Regions from separate parts of the Mus musculus genome. Here regions 2, 3 and 4 are each linked to region 1. A link is a contact called in public HiCAR-type, HiChIP or PLAC-seq and promoter capture Hi-C data. All regions are on one chromosome and are shown on one strand. The core of a region is the stretch at or near the end of the contact, and the rest is flanking DNA. Distances in the headings are between cores, read along the strand shown. Region 1 holds the start of Sec63 (SEC63-like (S. cerevisiae)). Region 2 holds the start of Smpd2 (sphingomyelin phosphodiesterase 2, neutral). Region 3 holds the start of Wasf1 (WAS protein family, member 1). Region 4 holds the start of Ccdc162 (coiled-coil domain containing 162).

Region 1 (3,087 bases), core at 188-2,687:
TCCCAGCACTCAGGAGGTAGAGGCAGGCTGATCTCTGTGAGTTCGAGGCCAACCCTGGCTAAAGAGTGAGTTCCGGGACAGCCAGGGCTACACAAAGAAACCCTGGCTCAAAAAGAAAAAAAAAAAAACACCCCCCCCAACAAAAAGCAAAGTAAACAAAACAACAACAAAACGGGCAGTTAAGAGCACTGAATGCTCTTCTGAAGGTCCTGAGTTCAAATCCCAGCAACCACATGATGGCTACAGTGTACTCATATACATAAAAATAAAAAATGAATCTTAAAAAAAAATACAGCAGAATGTTTGTACTTGCGCGGTAGCTTCTCTTTTTAAAGATATTGCACAGTTTCCTTTACTATTCACAGCGGTCCTGTGTAAAGTGCCCTGTGTCCTCTTGATCCACAGAGGGCAGTGCAGACACTGGGACCCACCCTGCTAAGGCCACCACTGGACTCTGGTGGGATCTTTGCAAGGTTAGAGGACTATCCTGCAGTTCAGCTGACTCCAGCTTGAGATTCGGTGGCCAGGAGCAGAGAGTGACTGCCTCTTCAGATTGCCCACAGGTTGCAGGGGAGTGCCAGCGGCTCTTTGGGGCGTCAGAGCGATCTGGGTTTGGATCCTCAAGCCCTGAGCAAACCCAAACCATTGAGCGTTACCTCTGGAAAATGTTTTGAGTCTGAATTTTCTCATCAATAGAGCATATATGACATTGGTTCTCAATATGTGGGTCCTGACCCTGTTAAGGGGGAGTTATCAAAAGACCGTTTTAGAGGGAGTATATATATCATGCACATCATATATTTACATTACAATTCGTAACAGTAGTAAAATTACAGTTATGAACTAGAAATGAAAATAATTTTACGGTTCGGGGTCACGACAACATGAGGGACTGTATTAAAGTGTGGCAGCATTAGGAAGGTTGAGAGCCACCGATCTATATTTTGCTTTATTTCATGTTTTACTGACAAATTGAAGACATGATCGCTTGGGTCACAGAAAGCATTAGTGAACTGGCAGCTCCAAATACCAAGGCTTTGGAACTCTGAGGAGTTCCTTGCTCCCTATTCTTTTCATTTATTTATTTTTCCTTGCTCCCTATTTTAATGGCACTTGTTTCCATGAGGTTCACGTGGAGGAAAAGTGAGAGGGATAGGAGAGAGTGGAGAGGTTTGGCAACCTCGCTTAGGTTGCAAAAGCTCAGGTCCCAATCGCACCTAGGACGCTCGCCTCTGCTCACTGCTTGGGGGACCCTGGCAAGAAAGCTCCTGGAATCCGGGAAGGGTGCTGGGAAGGAAAGCCTGGTAAGCAGGGGGCGGGACCCGGGGGCGGGCTTATGGAAAACAGAGGGCGTGGTCCGTGGCTCAGGGGCGGGGCCGCGGGCGGGGTCCAACAGAGTTTCTTTGCTGCGCGCGCCACGTCTCCCTCAGTGAGCGTGTGGAGGAGACGGCCGGGGAGGGAACAGCCGCGTGGGGCGGGAACTAGCTCCTCTCGCGAGAGTTGGCGACGGCCGCGGCGGCGGCGGCGGCGTGTCCGTGAGAGCGGCGTGGGGGCGGGGAGGAGAGCGGCGGCGGCGGCGGCGGCGGCGGCGGTAGCGGCGTCCGAGCTACGCCACACGGGGCCGGGGCGCTGGGAGCCGGGAGCCGGAGCGCAGCGCGGGGTCGTGGCGACGGCGGTGAGGGGAGCGCGGCGGAGGAGGCGGAGCCATGGCGGGCCAGCAGTTCCAGTACGATGACAGCGGGAACACCTTCTTCTACTTCCTCACCTCCTTCGTGGGGCTCATCGTGATCCCCGCCACCTACTACCTCTGGCCGCGAGACCAGAACGCGGGTGAGTCCCGTCGGCGGCCCGCTCTGGCGCGCTCGGGCGGACGCTCCGCTCCGCTCTTCTCCGCTCCGCTCCGGGCCGCGCCGTCCTGCCCGCCGGTGCTGCTCCGCGTCCCAGGGACGCCGCCTGGGCGGCGGGGCCTGAGGGCCGCTGTCCACGGGGCCGGAGCTCGGCGGCGATTTCCGGGGCTGTCCGCCCGCCTGCGTGGTCCGCGGGAGTTTGGCGGGGATCCGATCCGCATTGTTCTGGACGCCCCTCGCCTGCCGCCTCTTTGTCTCCCCAGCCTCGGCTTTGTTGGGTGTTCTTTCTGGAGGGAGCGGGCTGGGCTGGGACGGGGGGCGAGAGAAGAGTTGGCCGAGGGGGAATAAGAGCGTGTGGGCACAACTCCGCATCCTTCGCTCCCGTCACCCTTTCTCCCTCTTGTCCCGGTGTCCCCGCTGCAGCTGTTGGTACAGATGTTTGGGGGCACCCCTAAGCTGGGTGTCATGTTTGGGACTTCCAAGTGAGCTCACCAGCAGCCCACCCCGTCACTTCCTCCGGTTGCTTTTTTCATTTGTTCAATCACATCGTGGGGGTTGGAGAGCGCTGCCGTTATTCCTTTTATAAAAGCACAAATAGGATTTTCTCCGTTTCCTTTCCTCTGGAGTTTCCTGTTTACAACGGAAAAGTGCAGGCATGAAGGATTAAGCGGGATTCGTTGATGGAAGGAGGTAGTTGGTGGGGTCGCAAGCTCCTTTGCTTTTAGTTCTCGAGTCTTTCCACATTAAAGGTCGCGTCAGAACGCAACCCAGTGCAGTTTCCGGGGATGTTAGGTTTAAGATTGTAATGTTGGATTCTGTGTTGCACTTTACTAAGACATATGGCACCGGTTATTCTTAAAGCTGATGGCACTTACAGCAAGCGCCTAATGGGTTATTTCTGGTGGTGGTAACCATAATTAGTAGGTTTCGAGTATAACAGCGGCTCTGGGGGAGAGCGTTCTGTGTCTGCTAAGTTGCTTTTAGGTTGGGTGTGGTGATGATCTAAGTTGTCTAGGTTGTGCACTGCAGCTTGGGAAGAATTGTTAGCAGTGAAGCTCAGGACTTGTTACACTTTGAAGAGAGAGTTCAATGTCCTATAAAATTATCTAGTTTCATAATAGAACTCAAGTAAATTTAAGATAAAGAGCAAGCAACACTTGCATCTCTTTTGTACATTTCACAATAAGCGGAGTAGCAACAATTTACCCAAAGTTACTAGCCTCCGTCGTTTCTCATTCTG
Region 2 (3,396 bases), core at 842-3,341, 1.3 Mb before region 1:
TTTGGGGTGCATATTGAGGTCTCCACACAATAGAACCACATCTGCATTCTTGGATGTGTGGCTGAGTTGGGGGAAGAGCGGCAAGGAGGAAATTCTTCCCTTATTATGTGCCCTCTCAAGGATAACTGCCACTCCTCAACCCCCGTCCCACCCCACAGCCCCCATCAAGCCCAGGCTCACACACTGGATGAACTGGGCCAGTTCCCAAGCTTGGGCCACACGGTGTGCAAAGTAGATGTCCTTCTGTCGGCTGTACTCAGCATGTAGCTAAAGTGGAATAGGTGAAATCAAAGAGAAGGCTGTCTGAATCAAGCTTGTCATCTGTCACATGGCAGAGTGTGACAGGGAATGGGTGAACCTTGCCCAATGCTAGCTTCTGATCCCATGCCTTATCCCCAGGCAGCAGAACTAACTAGTGGCGTCTCTTCTCCACCATAGCATTGGGCTGCTTGACCCACTGCCTAAGCCTGGCTAGCCCCACTCACATGAGTCACGTAGGCATTGAGCACCAGTCCACTTAGACGGAGCACCAGCAGCCCCACAGACTTCCCACAGAACCAGTCTCCATGATGGAACTGCAGGCAAGAGAAGACAAAAACTCAGGGTACTGACACCCTCCTGCCAAGGCCCCAGGAAGGCTGCGTCCAGTCTGTGTTAGCAAGGATAGGGAAGAGATCCTTACCATGTAGGGGTAACCATTCAGACTGTAGACATGCTGGAAGATTTCCTGGATTGGGTGTTTGGAGAACACACAGAGGCCACTGCCTATCATCCCGCTGAAAACCAACTCTTGCTTAATAACCAGAAGAGCAAGGAGGGGAGTACCCAGCCAGCCCTCTTCCCCTCCGCGGTCTCCCAGCTCTACTGCTAAGATCAACCCCAGAACAAAGCCTAAGACAGCAGCCCTTGCAAGATGAGGGTGACGGCCTGCTCTTCTCACACCCAGAGGAAGAAGATCGAGGGTGCAAGCAAGAATGTTGGAGAGCTTCCTCGTCTGAGAACAGGCTGAGAACACAGGCTTTTCACCTTCTGAAGTAGTGTGCATCTGGATAGGTGAGCGATAGCCTTTGCCTTAGGTACTGGAAGTCCTGCTCACTCCACACCTGAGGAAGAAGGTGAGGATACTTGCTTGGATTTCATCCCAGACAGAACAGTTTTCCTGCGCCGCCTGCCGCCTGCTGCCCTCCTCCAACCTAGCCTGCCCTACAACCTCACCTCCTCCAGGAGAGCCAGATCAAAGTTTTCCAAGTTCAGAAAGTCTCCCAAGCGCTTCATGCGGTCCGCCCTATGTTTGCTCAGGTAGGGGATGTCCCTAAAAGGGGTGGAGGACGCAGGGGGCAGAAGAGATGGGTCAGCAGTTCAATTTCCAGCAAGCACATGACAGCTTACAACTGTCTGTAACTCCAGTTCCAGAGAATCTGGCACCTTCACACAGACATACATACAGGCAAAACACCAAATGTACATAAAATAAAAGTAAATCATTTAAAAGGAAAGACATGGGCCAGGTTTGGGACGATTACTGCTGTCATCACCTCAGCTTTGGATGATAGGGACTTTGGTGATTGCTGCAACCACCCAAGCTCTGGTCTTTAGGCGATGTGGACTTTGGTGGTTCGGGAAGGACAGGGTCTAGCTCGGCTGAAGAAGACCTGCTTCCTTCCTAGGCATGTGCGAGAGGGGACTGGAAGGTGGCTCCGAGGCTGCAGCCCACGCCTGGGAGCACTTACTTACCAGCAGTTGAGATTGAAAACTCTCAGCCGTAGAGAAAAGTTGAGCTTCATGGCTGGAGTGCTTCGGAGCAAGGGCGGCGAGGCGGATTGCGCGCACAGGCTTATTGCCCTGTCCTGCGCTGCCCCGACCCAGGAACGCGAGCTGGTTGGGGGTGGGGGGCGACTCCTGCGTTACTGGGACAAAGGCCGTCCTTCCACCCGGAAAGAAGGTCGGCTGCAAATCCCGGGCTGGCTGCGCGAGGCCGCCGGCAGTCCTGGAAGGAATCTCGGGTGGACTGTTCCAGATTCTTAGGTCCTTCGGTGGGTTCTCCGCACCGCGGCCTACAGGTTCCTCCCTTGTTCCCGGCTCGGCTTCCACCAGCAACAGGCTTGAAGTTGATGCGAGGCCCCGCCCACGAACTCACTCAGGTCCCGCCCCTTGCGGGCGTTCGGGGAGGAGCCACGCGGTTGCCCTGGCGACTCGCACTATTTGTGTTCCGGGCTCTCTGCTGTCCCTGCCATGGCCACCCAGCAGCCGTGCCGGCCCAAGTCGAAGCCCCCAGCATGTCACGTGCGGTTGCCGCCCGAGCCGCCCCTGAAGCTGAAGGTGGTGGGGCTCTTCAAAAGCTCCAGCTTTCAGGTGTCAAAGACCATCGCTGAGGTAACCCCTCGCCCCAGACGCCGTGCGCACCTCAGCCCCCTGCCGCGGTGTCGCCTGCGCTGGCGGGCGGGGGTCCACGTTCTGTCCTAGGGCTGGATGGGGGCATAGAGAACAAATGCTGGTCGCAAGGAAGGGCGACCTGGAAGAGACTCGGAGCGCGAGCGAGCGTTCGCGGGGATCCGTATTGGGAAAATGGTAATTTCGGAACACCTATGCATGGAAATGCTAGTTCACGTGAAATTTTTTATTGGATTATGGATTTACAAAATTCAAAATTACGGGAAAATATTCAAAAGCTCCAGCTTTCAGGACCATCGCTGAGGTAACCCGGTGCCCCAGATACCACCTCAGCCTCCCCGCCTCTAGTTTAAAAAAAAAAAAGAAAAGAAAAGAAAAAAACACTTGTGATTTTTTTTAGTACTTTAATTTTGGAAGGGCCTTTCCTTTATAATTTCTGTAGTTGTTTCTGCATTTTAGCAGAATCAGATACTTTTCAGATTTTTAAGAGATGTCCCAGAAGTGCTGTGAAGAATCCAAGTATGAATTTGTAAACATGTAGAATGATATTTTATGCACCAGGAAACAAACAAATGTAGCCAGGTCAATCATGCCGCAGCACGCCTGCTACCTGGAAACAGGAAAAAACCTGGGGGGTACGGTGGTGAAATACACGCAGCCCTGAGCCAGCAACTAGTTTGTTTGTGCTTGTTTTTTCCAGCTGGAGAGCAAGGGCAGTAGAATTCACCCTCAGAACACACACACACACACACACACACACACACACACACACACCCTTGCTTGCTCTAGCATCCAGAGTGAAAGTGCTGTCTTGTGTGTGTGTTGGAAGATGAAGGCTTAGTGCTTGTGTTTGTTTCTTTATTGGGTTTTTTTTTTTTTTTTGGTATTTTTGAGACATGAACCAGTGTCTTACAGCTAAAGTGGCCTTCCTTCCTTCCTCCCTTCTCTCTCTCTCTCTCTCTCTCTCTCTCTCTCTCTCTCTTTCTTGTTTGACTCTCTTAAGAC
Region 3 (3,195 bases), core at 448-2,947, 1.9 Mb before region 1:
TATGAACTATGATAGCAAAGATGTTCTGGTTGGTTGACCCTTGTGGCTTTAATCCTGTTGTTACTGGGAAACAATACATGCTCCATAGAGAACTATATTATAGAACTATAGAACTGGGTTTCCCCCTTTATCAACTTCCTCGGTTGGGTTCGTGCATGCTACTTCCTAAACTTTATGTCCTTTTCCCATTCATTGTATTAACACAAAGAATCACAATAGCTAACATGTATCGCTTTCCACTAGATAGATATTCGGCTCTGTGCTATAATCTTTACCATATAATTTCACTCAATCTTTACAATAACCCCCCGATAAATATGTTTTTATACAGCTATCTTCATTGCACAACTGTACAAAAGAACGTTGTGTAATTTGAAAGTAGTGAAGCCAGGATTCGTGCCGAGTTCCTCAAAAACAAAACAGTGCCTGGCCGTGGCTCACTTCTAGTGAGGGTACAAATTCTAGTTTGAAAGTCTTGATCCAATATTATCTATGCTCTGAACTTATAACTGATCTAATAAGGCTACATCTTAGTCTACAAATTCAAACTTTCCTCCTCTCCTGAACTAATTTTATCCGACGGAGATAGGAAGGACAGGGGTTAGTGGAGAGCTGCTCCGTACTTCTAATCGTCAAGGAGGATGTGGGAAGAGATGTAAACGCTAGTTACATACTTCTCAGCGCCAAGGTAGACCAGCCTCTAACCCGAGACGAGCTGAAAGCAGTTCCTGAGCTTATTAGTGTCCAAAACACTTACCTTAACTGCCACCTCCGGAGCCGAGTCCACCGCCACGGTCAGAGAGAGCTTGGCTGAAGGCGATTTGGTCAAGTGCATGAGAGAGTCCGCGGCTGGCAGCGGACACCGACTGCCCTCACTGTCCGAATCCGATTCGGACCCCGAGCCCGAGCCATACGAAGCAGCTAGAGCTGCAATCGCAGCCGACATGACTGCAACAGATACTCTCTGCTAAGGCCAGGCCAAGGCGGAAGAAGCAGCGTCTCCCAGGTCCTGTCAGATTGTCATGGAACTCGATATTTACCTCCTTTAAAAAAAATCATTTATAACTTCTCGAAAAAAACTTTATTATTGAGATAACTGTATCAAAACTTGAGATTCACAAACATTTATCTAAAGAAGCACAAGGGATTACAACTATTTGTAACTTTCAGGACCTCGTTGATTAAAGACCCAGTCCTGAGATGTGTTTGAAGCCTCGAGGACCTTCACTCCCGGCGTACAGTGCGGCGAGGAGCTCGCGGCACCATGGGAAATGTAGTTTGGAGCGAGGAGGTGGAGCCCGGCAGAGGGGGCCTGCCTTCGACCCCGCCCCCAAGAGGATGCTTCATTCAATTGGATGTCATCTTCCCTCATTCCCGAGCCCAGCACCGTTCTCTCCGGCCCCCTCCCCCAAAGTGCGGATCGGGCAATACCACAGAGCCTCAGGACAGGGGGAAGCGCCGTCCTCTTGCCCACGGACGGGTAAGTGGGTGGATGCTCATTCTCCCACCATGCCGCCGTACGCCCTGCAGGGTTCGAGGGGAGAGTGCGAATCCTAAGTTCAGAGACCTGGGACCCGTCCGGTGCAGCTCCGGGGAAAGGTCGTGAGGCCAGGCGGAGAGCGCCCCGCGGCTCCCCCTGCTGCAGGCGCGGGTCCCCGCGCCCGGTTGTGGAGCGTCGCGCGGGGAGGGGGCGGCGCAGGGCAGCGGCTGCTCGCGGTGTTGTTCGCTCGCGCGTCGAGCGCACCGCGGCTCGGGCGAGCAGTGGGCGCCCCCGGCGGCATTCCCGGCGGCCCGGCGCCTCAGCCAGTGCCCGGCGCGGCTTCCATCCCGCAGCCCGACGCTCCCGAGGGGCTCCTGGTGGCGCCCCAGTGCGGAGCCGGACCGGCGGCAGCCGCCGAAGCATGTAGAAGGGGTACGGCGCGAGCCCCCCACGGTTTCGCGGTGAGCACGAGTCTCTCAGGATTTTGTCCCTTTTTTTTCTTCCCGGGGTCCTGACGAGGGAACTGTTCTCCACCGACCCGAGCCGAGAGGGGCGTGTGGATGAGCCGGGGTCTGCAGCGGCGGCGATGGATGGGCGCGCCGCCCCCGCCCCCATCCCGGGCTCCCCCGCGCCCGCCGCCCAGCAGCCCGGGCTGCGCGTGGAGGACGAGGCGTGGGATCTCGGGCGCGGGGACTGGCCCGAGGCTGCTCTGGGTGCAGCATCTGCGGCTCTCACCTGCGGCGCGGGGTTCGGGGCTCCGATCCCGCCGCTCCGCCCTTGTGCATCGGCGCCGGCGAAGGCTGCAGCCAGTCGCGGAGCCCTCGGCTCGCCCGGCGTGCCAGCGGTTCTGAAAAGCGAGCCCTGGCCGCGGGTCTTTGCGCCGCGGCTCTCTGCACGACCATGGTAAAGCGAGTGCGGGCATCCCTTTATATTCCAGTTTGGAAGAGAAGGCAGAGAGGGTGCTGGCTCTTTTGATGCCTGGAAATGGGGAGGTTCCTCGGGCAGAGTTAGGGAGACGCTTGCTGGGCTCTGATGTCGGCAGGACTCGCCCATTGTGCCACCCAGATAATTATTCAACTATGCAGCATCCATTGCACCTTTCCCATTTTTCTTTTCCCCTAGCTACAGCATGCCCCCTAGCTTCCGTAGACACCTTCTCTAGCACTTGCGGATGATGAACTAGAATAATGGTGAAAAGAAAGCTCATCGGATCCCAACATTCACGACCTGCCCTGTGACTGACTAATTAATACCTAGCTAGAATAGGTACTTTAATTCGACTCATTCTGACCCTATCCTTTACTATACAAAATGTGCCCGACATTCTATTTACATTTTTTTCTTGGTGTTCACATTAGCTAAGTCTTTATTTTCAGTAATCGGTGTGATTAGTTTATTAGTTGTTCAGTTGTACAAACATCCATTGACATTGTAAATTTAATTGGTAAACTTTCATTTTTCTAATTGTTGGGAGCCGCATAACACAAGTACAGATGCAGTCCCATTTGGAACTCACAGGAACAGTTTATCTTTGATCTAAGTTTCTGTTAGGGAAAGTATTTTTATTTATTTTGAATATTTGAATAACGTACTTATATATAAAATTTTCCGTTTTAATAAGAAAAGTTTTGTATTTGTAGAATATTTGAACATCCGATTTACTAATCATATCTTTCATTTGAATGAGAGGGAGGATTTAATATGGGAGGAGAAAA
Region 4 (3,110 bases), core at 404-2,903, 1.0 Mb before region 1:
ACAAAAATAACCAGTGAACTCAAGGCTAGCTTGTGCTCCAGGAGATGTTTCAACAAAGGAACCCCACACAAAAGTGTGCTGGGTACAGAAAACACCTAGCAGAGACAGCTAGACTAGATCTGGGAGGCAGCAGAGTAAACAGGCCAGAAGACCAAAGAAAAGCTCAACAAGCCAAATCCACAGACGCCTCGGAAGAGAATGGTCAAGATTTGCACCTCAACCCACTGTGGTGGTGCACACCTGCAGTACCAGTACTACAGAAGTGGAGGCAGGAGGACTCCCAGTTTGGGGACAGCCTAGAGAAACAATGTGTGTGTGGCCTAAAGTTTCTTTCCACGGAATTAGATTTCCCTTTCCTTCACAGGCTTATTGGGTGTCGTCTCCTTATTTACACAGACTCACCGAATTCCTGTTTGATACAAGAAACACTAAATGTCACAGGCAATTCGAGTGCTCAGTTTGCACACCCACCCGGTGATGATTACTATCTATGCCGAGAGGTTTGTAAATGCCTACTTAACCACTTTAGCAGAAAGCAGCAGAGAAGAAAGCTGTTCTATTGTTCTTACGCTCTGAGGCAGCTCTGTGACAACGTAGGACCGTCCGTGATCAGGTCAACAGTCTGGGTCGTAAGTTGAAAGGGCACCAGGTTGGGTGTCTGGAGATCAGAGGCTTCGTAACCACTACTCTGAAATGATTCCATCTAATTCTCCTCACTTGATCAAGTATGATAGGACACCGGAAGAGGAATGCTCCCTGGAGACGAGCAGGCAGGATCCAAGCAACCCTCGGGGGCACTGGTCGGGCTAACTGATTTACACGGTAAGTCATTCTCGGGCAAGTGATTGTTTCTTATTCGTCCTCAGCTCATTTTAACAGAAAGATGCAGCGGTGCCCAAGAAGAGCTTTCATCTTGGATGCTCTTTTGGAGAGGACTAGGGTCCAGCTGGCATTAACCCATATGTCACATCTATGAAATGCTCAGTGACTCAGCTTCAGTTAGCGCTCACTAGCGCTTCAGGAAGTCACTAACAGGTGTTCTTCACGGCACATCAATAACTCCAGCCGTGCATCTGCCCGCCCATGCGTCTTTGGTGAGATGGCTCAGTGGGTAAGGAGCTTGGGCAGCTCTCCGGGACACTCCCATGAACTGCCTCAGCTCCAGATCTGATACGCTGACCTCCATGGGCACTCACACACACACACGGCATCCACATCCACATAACCACAAATAATAAATCATTGTGAAAAAAATCAAACTTGTGTTTAATCTTAGTTTGCTATGGCTTAAAAATACTACTTTATCAACTGGCTATGGTGGCACAAACTTGGTGAGGCAGGAGGATCGTGAATTCAAGGCACGCATGAGGCCCGCGGTGTTCCGTCCCTACCCTGGTACCCCACAGGGTTTTTCAAGCCACCATCCTGAATAGTCTACTGTAGCGTGTCTCTCACGTCAACCTTACATCACCCAAAGCTGACTTCCCTCCAGTCCAGCTCTAACAAAGCAGAAATGACCACCCTGCCAGTGACCTGCTCCAGTACAGTTAATTCTAGAGCCCAACTCCCTCCAGTATTAGAAGACTCACAATACCTGCTGCTCCAAACACAGGACTGCTCTGGCTTCACAGTTTCGTGGAAGTTGAGGCTTGCCTTGGCAAGAATGGTCCGATTCCCCTGCCCCCTCCTCTCTCCCTCCCTCTCTCTTTCTAATTTCTAATTAAAGAGAACCCAAACAATTCTTTTTCAGTGAAGTGAAAAGATTAATGAAATCTTCCTGTTCCAGCAAGGAAGTTGCCCAGCAACTCCGAAGCTGCCCAGAGAACGCCCCCCCCCCCCCCCCCAGGACAGACAGCTTTGGCTCCGCCCACCCAGAGTCAGCGGCTTTGGCAAGCAGGTAACTGTGGAGGCAGATTTGTTTGCGTTAGTAACTGTGGAGTGACAAAACCATTCTTCACAGGTTCCTAGTAACTAAATGTCACCCTAACAACCAAAACAGACTCCAGCAGTAACTTGTGTGTGATCATGTTGTTTCTGCACCACAGGGTTCCACCATAGTCTTTCTCCCTTTAGGAACCTAGGATCCGAAACAAGCAAAAGCAATTTCAATTTCCACAAAGAAAGTAAGCAAATTAGAACACTCCAACTCAGTTACCGAGATTTCTACAGTTTTGGCTTTAGCCCATGTGAACTCATCTTTTACTTTTTCCACCCTGCACATAAACAAAAGCATTTTGCAGTAATTCTCAACCCGTGGATCTCGACCCCCTCCTGCGACCCTTCCACGGGGTTTGCATAACAGGTATCCTGCATATCAGAGATATTTATATTATGATTTGTAACAGTAGCAAAATTAGTTATGAGGTAGCAATGAAATCATTTTATGGTTGGGGGCTCCATAACATGAGGAACTTAACTAAGGGGCCACGGCATTAGGAAGGCTGAGAACCCCTGGTTTACAATTTTCCCTAACTGCTGACCCTTGGCTGGGCACTGTACTCCCCCACAGAAACCTAGTGAGGCAGGATTAGTAGAACCCTCATGTTACAGGGAAACCCAAGGCTCTGTGGAATTCTTGGCTTGTGCAGACAAGACTGATTTTGAACCAAGTCTATTCATATTCACTCTGAAATCTTAAGTGGTTTTTTTTTTCAAACTATCTTATACTTTTATGAGACAATTCTCAATTCTTATTTGAAACATTCAAATAGTTATAAGTGGTTACACTTTTTGTATGGTAATTTGTTTTCCCAATATATTTTCCTTGTTTTTATCCTGAGCTGGGAGTCTGGCCCAGGTCAAACCCTTTACCACTGAGTTAAAAGCCAGCCATCTATTTCACACAAAAATGATTTTATTAGTAAGTGAGCAGGTGTAGACCCTTTCCTAAGTGTTCAGGGCTGAGATAAGGCCCTGGTGGGATTTTTCCCTTTCTTTCTAACCTTAATGACAGAGCTCATATTCCTGTGGAGGAAAGTGAAACTGGAGAGATTACAGGATGGAGTTTGGACAGAATTCACTGCAGACATTTCCAAGGCCAGGAGGCTGACACTTACAGTAGATCCACTGCTTAAACCAGAGGGTTGGGGTTTGGGGGCTTGCGCTCTGCT

Evidence for each region. HiCAR-type assays count read pairs that join an accessible place to other places. HiChIP or PLAC-seq counts read pairs in DNA pulled down with a chosen protein or histone mark. Capture Hi-C pulls out chosen DNA fragments and counts their contacts.
Region 2: an H3K27ac HiChIP or PLAC-seq map of thymic regulatory T cells shows a contact between it and region 1, with 8 times the contacts expected there. The contact joins the promoter of Smpd2 here to the promoter of Sec63 in region 1. A contact is called at or near these places in 5 of 39 promoter capture datasets (hematopoietic stem and progenitor cells, hippocampal neurons, liver and 1 more), 2 of 115 datasets of contacts at active chromatin or transcription factors (double positive thymocytes and thymic regulatory T cells) and 2 of 9 other capture datasets (adipose tissue and liver).
Region 3: a contact with region 1 is called in a promoter capture Hi-C map of adipose tissue, with 4 times the contacts expected there. The contact joins the promoter of Wasf1 here to the promoter of Sec63 in region 1. A contact is called at or near these places in 3 of 39 promoter capture datasets (liver and neutrophils) and 2 of 9 other capture datasets (adipose tissue and liver).
Region 4: a HiCAR-type map of astrocytes shows a contact between it and region 1, with 2.8 times the contacts expected there. The contact joins the promoter of Ccdc162 here to the promoter of Sec63 in region 1. A contact is called at or near these places in 2 of 39 promoter capture datasets (hippocampal neurons and liver) and 1 of 115 datasets of contacts at active chromatin or transcription factors (astrocytes).

The regions. Positions count from the first base shown.
Region 1 is chr10:42,760,059-42,763,145 of GRCm38.p6, forward strand. It overlaps Sec63 (SEC63-like (S. cerevisiae)), which reads left to right and starts at 1,438. Exons shown (of 21, transcript NM_153055.3): 1 at 1,438-1,830. The coding sequence starts at 1,707.
Region 2 is chr10:41,488,249-41,491,644 of GRCm38.p6, forward strand. It overlaps Smpd2 (sphingomyelin phosphodiesterase 2, neutral), which reads right to left and starts at 2,092. Exons shown (of 10, transcript NM_009213.2): 1 at 1,735-2,092; 2 at 1,216-1,312; 3 at 1,027-1,103; 4 at 683-776; 5 at 486-575; 6 at 185-267; 7 at 1-61. The coding sequence starts at 1,784. Ppil6 (peptidylprolyl isomerase (cyclophilin)-like 6) reads left to right here and starts at 2,191. Exons shown (of 8, transcript NM_028430.1): 1 at 2,191-2,373. The coding sequence starts at 2,233.
Region 3 is chr10:40,882,130-40,885,324 of GRCm38.p6, forward strand. Wasf1 (WAS protein family, member 1) reads left to right here and starts at 1,698. Exons shown (of 9, transcript NM_001379453.1): 1 at 1,698-1,941. Cdc40 (cell division cycle 40) reads right to left here and starts at 1,014. Exons shown (of 15, transcript NM_027879.2): 1 at 758-1,014. The coding sequence starts at 946.
Region 4 is chr10:41,714,810-41,717,919 of GRCm38.p6, forward strand. Ccdc162 (coiled-coil domain containing 162) reads right to left here and starts at 1,654. Exons shown (of 48, transcript NM_001358562.1): 1 at 1,595-1,654.